Regions from separate parts of the Capra hircus genome. Here region 1 is linked to region 2. The links are chromatin contacts, called in public Hi-C maps. All regions are on one chromosome and are shown on one strand. Each heading gives the region's core, a stretch centred on a gene start, on an enhancer-like site or on the middle of the called end of the contact. The rest is flanking DNA. Distances are from core to core; before and after follow the strand shown. Region 1 has its middle 39 kb from the start of LBR. Region 2 holds the start of LBR (lamin-B receptor).

The links. A called contact is a pair of places that touch in the nucleus more often than the background predicts.
Region 1: a Hi-C map of blood shows a contact between it and region 2, with 2.3 times the contacts expected there. The contact joins the enhancer-like site here to the promoter of LBR in region 2. A contact is called at or near these places in 2 of 5 Hi-C or Micro-C datasets (both in blood).

The regions. Positions count from the first base shown.
Region 1 is chr16:27,066,265-27,070,117 of ARS1.2, reverse strand. No RefSeq gene overlaps it. Among named protein-coding and RNA genes, the nearest start is that of LBR, 39 kb to the right of the region's middle. Within about 2 kb of position 2,412, at least 5 of the 5 cell types and tissues checked have an H3K27ac peak or open chromatin away from gene starts, as enhancers often do.
Region 2 is chr16:27,026,236-27,030,632 of ARS1.2, reverse strand. LBR (lamin-B receptor) reads left to right here and starts at 1,252. Exons shown (of 14, transcript XM_018060210.1): 1 at 1,252-1,380.

The DNA of each region.
Region 1 (3,853 bases), core at 1,163-3,662, 38 kb before region 2:
TTTGTTATAAATCACTGTACTGCTCTTTCTTTGTTATAAATTGTTGTGTCCTTGCTATGTAAGAATGTAACTTTATTTAGTGCTTTCTGAGTGGTACCAGACTTTGGGAAGAACAACACATTAAGGCAAATAAGTTTTCTGGTTGACAGACCCTTATCAGAAAAGGGCCGTAAAATGTTAATTGGCCTTCTGGCCAGAAGATGATGTAAATCACCTAAGACTTGTGTATACAGCTAGGTATGCAGAGAGAAAGCCTGGTCTTGATAAGAGTCAGGGCTGCTGATGGTGCATAATTTTGTATTATCCATTGACCTCTATGTACAACCAAGAGTATAAAAAGCTTTCCCACCACCTGGGAAGCCCAAAGGAAGATAATTCATTCAGGAGAAAGCCTTTAGGTTTTGTTTCTAGCACAGAAATTCCCAAGCAGGATGCCAAGGAAGAGGACGTGCCTTCTTTTCAGGGGAAGGGGCAGGGGTGGTGGCTGCTCCTGGCAACTCCAACTAGCGAACGGCCCCACTGTCAGGGGGTTGGGGACACAGAGTCCCCGTGCCTTGGGACTGCCAGATTTAGCAATAAAAATACAGGATGCCCAGTTCAATTTCAGTCTTAGGTTCACAACAATTGATTTTTTTTTAAGTACAAGTACTTCCCACACATTGCATGGAACACACCTACACTGCACGATGACTTACCTGTTAGATCAAGAGGCCAGGAAAGACCTCTCTGAGGGACATCTGGGCAGAGACGGAATGAAACCAAGAGACAGCAGGACAGACCTGGGGGACCAGGGGAAGCAGAAGATGGGAAGGCATGGCTTATTGGAATCTCCTAAGGGTCAGTGTGGTATGTTTCAGATTTTAGTGTGAGCTGATGAAAATGCGGATCCGGTACCCTGCCTCTAATTAGAAGTTGTGGGCAGACCCAGGGCTCACTCCTAAACAAGCCCTCCTGGAATCTGGCTTGCTCCCTCCTCCTCCTTGCATTTTCTGCACACAGTCCAGGGGTTCATCTCATGGTCTTGGGGGTCAGAGGTGGGAGCCCTTTAGGGATCATCTCACACAAACCCCTCCTGTTTCTGGCGGGGTATGGGTGCCAGGGATCTCTGAAGACCTCGCCTGCCGAGATGAAGGGGAGTGAGTGGCTCTTCACAGTTCCTGTGTGTTTCTGGAAAGACCACAGGGAGCACAGGTGTGTGATTTTGGAGACATACCCCCTGCAAGACACACACACACACACACTCTCTCTCTCTCTCTCACCCTGCAACCGTCGCTTTTCAGCTGGGCCCCCTCGATGGGACATCCAACTTTGATGTCGCCAAAATCTTGGCATTCTCTACCCACCGAAGCCAGATAAAAAACATGGAGACAGAATTTGGAGGAAATAGAAAGGTGGTTTTAATCTTCTGCTGGCGGAGGGAAGATGCAGCAGGATCATGCCTCAAGAATTGTGCCCCTCTCCCAGGGGGAGTCTAGGGGATTATATAGATGACGGTTCCAAGTTCTGGGTTGGTGATGAGGAACAAAGTTATAAGGAGTTTGTATAATTCTTGTATTGTTTCAAAAACAGTCGAGGCTGGCATCAGGTAGCCCGGTAGTCGGGTCCATTGTCTTTTGTGAATTGTACTGGGCTTTCTTTGTATAACGCAAAAAGAGAGGAAAAAAAAAAAAACAAAAAACAGCGAGGAAGAGAGTGCTGTAAAGGTGAGAACAGATACAGGATGTAATTAGCATAGAGTCAAAGGACAACAGATGCAGAATGAAGCTTATGCAGAGCTAAGAGGCAGAAAAGCAAACTCAGTCATAGACAACAGACTAGTAACAGTGAAAGTGAACCTAGGAGTGATCAGGCCTGCTCACTGTTCTCAGGAAAGAAAAACCCATTCCTCTTTTTTCCTTCACATTACGCCAGCTTGACCATGTCAGGCGGGAGGTGGTCTCTACCTGGCAGCTCTCAGTTCCCTGACCCCTTGGGACATGCTTGCAGGTCTAAGTGGAGTCTCTGGCTAGGGCTCACCTTCCTTTTTTCTGGTTTGAAAGAACATGCCAAAGAACAATGTCCCTTCCCCAGAGCAAGGGCCCCAGAAAGCTCCTTACACTTCTCCAAGCTGGGCGGTCAATCGCAGGCCTCTGACTCTTCCTGGGCAACCCGGACCTCAGCCCCCAGCGCCTCTGAGAGCCCCACTAGCCCGTCTGTCCAGACCTCCATCCACCCACCGCCTCCACGAAAGGAAGTGAAAGGGTCAGAACTGCCCCAGCAATGTCCCCTCCCCTCCAGCACCTCCTGCTCGCGCAATCCCGCCCCGCCCCGGGCACACCCATCCTCTGCGGAAGCACGCGCCAGGGCCGCCCCCCGCCCCCGCCTGCCCCCTCCCCCGCCTCCCCGCCTCCCCAGGCCAGAGCAGAACTGAGACAGGAAATGAGCTCAGCTGCTCCAGCCACAGAGAGGGCGGCTCCCGCAGGTCGGCCCTGCAGGTGCCTGCAAGTTTCTGAAGCAGGCCTCACTCTTGCCCCAAACCCATAGCGCCAGGACCTGAAGACCTGGAGAACCCGAACACAGCACTCGGATCGATCTATCCCAAAGGCCGTGCACATCGATGGTGCTTATCTGGCGCCCGATGCCCCCCAGGAAGATGCAAACAGGGACAGTCTTTGCTGCACCCACACGGGCCAGGAGCACCCCCTGCGGTTGCCAAGGATGGGGAGAGCGAGAAACACACCCCTCCTCTAGGCCCCAGATGGCCCTAGACCTCCTCAGCTGCAGTGGCTCCAGGCGGGTTACTTCGTTGCTGGGTTCTGTTTCCTCCGGGAATTGTGAGGTTGAGATGAGGACACGTGCAAAGTGTGTAAACTGTGATACACACAGGTGCATAACAGCAACCCATCTGCCGTCTTCCTGCCTGCCTTCCCTGGTGACTTGTCAAGTTATTGTGAGAGGGGTAGCTAAGGGTAGAAGACACATCTGGGGGGTTCATGCAGTTCATGGTGACCCTTGTTTCTTTGGAGGCGGCACAGTAGAGCGGTGGAGAGGATATGGCTTTGGCTGTGTGACCTTCAGCAAGTGACTCAGCTTCTCTGTACTTGGATGTGAAACTGGCTAAATGAGATTGATACTATCAATACCTACTTTAGGGGGTTGTGTTGCGGACTTAACTACACATATTAAGGTCTCCATTCTGTTAAGTGCCTGGCACACAGTAACTGCTCCACAGGAGTTAGTTCCGGTCATGCTGCACACCTGGGGGCAAAGAAGCAGAGGGCCGCCCCGGGGCACTGCTGATTTTTGTTGGCATCCGGGGCCCAGACACGGCGCTGCACCTCCACCTTTAGTTTCCCTCTGTTTCCTGATCCTCTTTCTAATAAATTGCCTTTTGGGGTAAAAGTTAGGATCTGTTACTCTTGTATCCTTAACACTGGAATGGAAAAGAAACAACCAACATCATTCCCCTAAACTAATCTGACCTGGAGCTTGTATCTCCTTGAGGGGGATTGTTCATTTTTGATTTCTGAGGACCCCCTCCTCCGCCACCAACCCCATGGGCTCATCAGGAATCAAAAGGCTTTCAGGGGAACAGGAACAGGAGAAGGGGCTTAGGCCACAGTTCCCTGAGCACTGCCCCCTGCCTCCAGGGGCTCCCAGATGTCCCCACAGGCTCTTCCTGGGTGGTCACAGGCACACACTGGGATCCCCCCACCCTGATCTTGAGCCTGGGGGGCTCTGTGGACTCGTCCAGGGCGCATGCCATGTCCCCTGGGCAGTCTGGCCTTCCCACTGGAGGAGACCGAGGCCTGGGCTCCGGCCCTGCCAGGCCTTAGGCAGCCCAAGTGGATTTTTCTTGGGCCTGGGCAGCCCC
Region 2 (4,397 bases), core at 3-2,502:
CTCATTCAACACTGGATGTGGAAGACAGAGAAAGTTCAATATGTTATTTGTTTTTTACTTTTTTGTAGTTGTAAACCTGGGTGTTTTGTAGTTGTAACTGAGAAAATGAGCAGTCTTGCACCGGAAGCTGGGCTATAAATGGTAAAGTCCACTTATAATTTAATGCACAGTGCTTCCAAAATAGAAATTTGCTTAAATTTACATAGATTAACCTAGTAGTTGGGTTAAAAAAATACTTTGATTAAAACCACACTGCAAAATGGGGAACCTCAGTGGACTGCTTTAAACTCTTGACCTCAGAGGAAGGAAACCAACTAACCAATAATGATAACTTGGAGAGAAAAAAAAAAAAAGGTTGAGGATCCATAACAGATTCGTCGTCAACAGTGTAATGATTCAGCATTCGGAGGCCAAGTAAAACAAGACTTGCGGGTGTGCAGGGCAAGTGGTATCTCAGCGTACACGGACAGAATTTTCTGTGCGACACCACACGTTGGTGAGTATCTTTTACTGATATCTCTGCAGGACCTCCCCGTAATGTTGATTCTCCTCCTTACATCAGCAGTCCTAGAAACGATGTGAGCTGTAGGGAACCTGTGGACATTTTTTTTACCAACCCCCACAACCACCCAATGGCCCCACTGCCCCCACTGTCCCCAAGCTACCGTCCAGGTCAGTTTCTACCGAGATGCAGCCATTGCCAAGACAAAGGAGTCCCAGATTGCCTTCGGAGCCACTGCTTGTCCGCAAGATTTCCAGAGGTTTTTTTTTTTTTTTTTTTTTAACACAGTAAGGAGAGCACTAATAGTGTTTCAGCAAGAAGTACTTTCGGCCTCCGAAAGTTGATCTTTAGTGATCGTTATGCAAATTTATTTTCTTTACAGCTTTTTACGATCTCTTTTGCCAAACTACTTCACACACCAATTTCCCTGCTGTGTATCGCCAGGCAACTGCGGCGCGAATGCTGGGAGGGAAAGGGTGGGGAGAGCGAGCAGTCCGTGGGTCTGGCGGCTGAGATAAGGCCGGGGGAAACACAGCCTTCTCGGGCTGAGCCAGGATCTAATACTCCGAAATCTGCCACCCGCAGTACTGGTCAGGCTGCTGGGTGGGGCGGGGCGGGGCGGACGCGCCACGTCTCGTGACGAATCGACAGCTCTGGGCATGATTCAAAAGGCCGAGAAGCCAATAGGAACCCTGGGAAGGCTGACCAGAGGGGCGGGGCGAGGAGAAGGCGGGGTCGGGGAGGCGCGCGCCCGGGTCGCGGGACCGCGGAGCGCGAGAGCGCGAAAGCGGGCAGTGTCGCGCGCGCGGAACCGCCGCCGGGTTGCTGCTCCGCGACTCTCCCGAAGCCGTTCGTGTTCCCGCAGGATCACCGAGCAGGTGAGCTCCCGAAACCCCGCCCCGCTCCCCGCAGCGCGGTCTCCAAGGGATCTGGGGGAGGCCCGCTGGGAGGGTTCGGCGGATGGGCAGGGGTCCCGGGGCGCCTGGCGTGGAGCGGCGGCTTCGCCCTCCCCTCCTCCGGGTCGGTCCGGGCGGCTGCTGGCGAGGCTTGAAGTGCGCCCGGCCCGGCCAGCTGCGGAAATGAAGCTATGGTTTTAAATTGCCGACGTTTCCCTCCATTTTGGACGCGCCGCGTCGGAGTAAAATGATGTTGTCTGGGGAGGATGTGTGGGTGGGTGATCCACCCCAGTGCCTTTGTCCCCGCCCTGCAGCATCGGCCCTCCCAAGACTGCTCCTAGCGCCTTTTTGACAGATTAGGCTGGTGGCTTGGCGGGCCCAGCTCTTGGGTAGGCAGAACAGGCGCGGCAGCCTGGCGGACGGGGAAGTGGGGTTGGCAAGTTGACTTTAATTGTCGGTGGTTGTCACTGCCCTGGAGGGTCGTGGCCGTCTCTGGCGACTTCCAAAGCTGGCTGCATGCATTGGATTCCCCCGCCCGGTGTTTCTCCGCACTCAAAAAACGGGCAGGTTTGCGTGCTCCTGCTAAAGCTCTATCTTTTTTTCCACCCTTCTTTTTAATATAGCTTTTTAAGGCTTAAAAAAAATAAGTGCTTGACTGCAAAGGGCCTGGTTCCAGGCTGTTCACCAAAATAATTACGCGGTCTGATCGGGAATCAGGCTGTTGATACTCAGAATGAGCCAGTAGATACATTGGACAGCGCGTGGACGATTCAAGGGTTCAACCTGGAGCAAGTGAACTTGCTCGCCTGATGTGTGGAGGAGCCTGCACCCTGCCGGACCCCAGCTAGACCCATGCTTCTGGTCCCAGCCCTCAGCGACCTTGCAAATAAACACGTGCACCTCTGTAAAGACACCGTGGTAACTGCCATGGAGAAAAGGATGGGTGTGTGTGCACTAATTTAGATCGAGCACCAAGTCCAATTTAAGTTTGGTTTCTGAGAGCTGTCTAGAGAGGAGGGGAAAGAGTGAGTACGAGGGAAATTATTGCTCCTTCGGTTATTTATTTTGCTTAGGACGATAGGGGGGCCATTCTGCCTGTGCAGCCAGGAAGATGGCAGTTTGTACTGCACCCTGCGGCAGGGGCAGGAGCTAGGCCAGGGGTTCCTGTTTGAGTTTTGCCCGGTAGGCCAGCCGTGGGTGCAGGTGTTGAAGAGGGAAGCTGTGAGGCTTCATTTGCTCTTCCCTTTCTTTGCCATGTTTAGACTGATTTGGGAAAGTGAAGAAAGATGACCGAAGATGTGATCAGCAGGGAATAGCACATTCTGTTGTGCTGATAAACAGTAACATATTGGAGCCGAAATGTGAAAGGATTCCAGTGCCAACTGAAGCTGAAGTTAGCAAGCATGTGGCTTAATAGAGAAAAGCCTGAGGGTCCCCATGTTTCCACTGCTAATGGGGGGATGCAGTCATTGTGTTCAGTAAACAGAATCTTTCTTTGCAGACATACTTGGCTAAAACCTCCCTTTTGAGGGAGGCCTATCTTTTGATTTTCTAGGCAATGGCAACACACTCATGTACTGTTGTCTGGAAAACCCCATGGGCGGAGGAGCCTGGCAGGCTGCAGTCCATGGGGTCGCTAAGAGTCGGAGACGGCTGAGCGACTTCACTTTCACTTTTTACTTTCCTGCATTGGAGAAGGAAATGGCAACCCACTCCAGTGTTCTTGCCTGGAGAATCCCAGGGACGGCGGAGCCTGGTGGGCTGCCGTCTATGGGGTTGCACAGAGTAGGACATGACTGATGCGACTTAGCAGCAACAGCAGCAGCAGGTGATGGTACGGTGACTGCATAAATGTCCTGGGGCTTTTCTGTCCTACCTGCCTCGTTACTCCTGCAGGGTTAGGATGTGATGCACTGTGCAATACTCGTGCAAAGTGGAGGTGTACCATCATAATGGCGGTGGTTTCATCTTTTGGAACATTTGTGTATGAGATAGAGGTCTCCTGAGAAGAATGCTGGTTGTCCCTTTTTTTCCCCCTTTTTTCAACCACCATATGAAAGATTGCTATTCCTAATTCTTTTTTTTAAGTTGAGTTTAGAGACCTAACAGATATCCACGAGATATCTTAATTTGTTTAACCCCAAATATTTGATTGATAACAGAAAAACCTCTTTGGCATTGACCTATGACCAGTATCGGATAGATACTGTGTATGTGGTATCTGTGCAATAAAATTTCCGAAAGGGACAGAATCTGCTCAAGGGATTTTCGCTGGTGGTAAAGATCCTGCCTGCCAATGCAGGAGATATAAGAGAGCTGGGTTTGAGCCCCGGGTCGGGAAGATCCCCTGGAGAAGGGCATGGCAACCCACTCCAGTCTTCTTGCCTGGAGAATCCCATGGATAGAGGCAGGCTACAGTCCATGGGTCGCACAGAGTTGGACATTACTGAAGCGACTTAGCACACACACAGTCAGCCCTTAATTCCTGAGGGACTGTGTTTCAAAAGTTTATGAAGAGTTATTTGAAACTTGAATGACATCTTCATGTAGAAAGATGTAATTGCCTTCTGCCAACCCTGGTCAACTGACATCAGAGAACTAGTACTGATAACAGAGGTTTGATTTTAAGGGGTCTGAGAAGAAGGAAGGGGCATAAGAGAAGAGAGGAGAGGGCACATTTCCTTCCTCTTTCTTAGTGTTTGGAGGCTTGGAGCTAAATGTTGAAATAGGCAAAACTTGCTGTTGTCACCTTCCTTTTTTGTGCCCCTCCTCCGGGTCCCAAGGTGTCCACCACCTTCTTTTTTCCAAGTTCCCCTCACGTGACTCCTCAGCCAGGTGGGACTTCATCCTCAGAGCCTTTGGGCTCCTTGTCCTTGCTCCCCCCGCCCCCACCCCCAGCCCAAACTCCTTCATTACCCCGGTAATGCTATCTCAGGTAGGTGCCTTGTACCTAACATGCAAATGGACTGACATCCTCTAATCACCACCTAAGTCTTTCT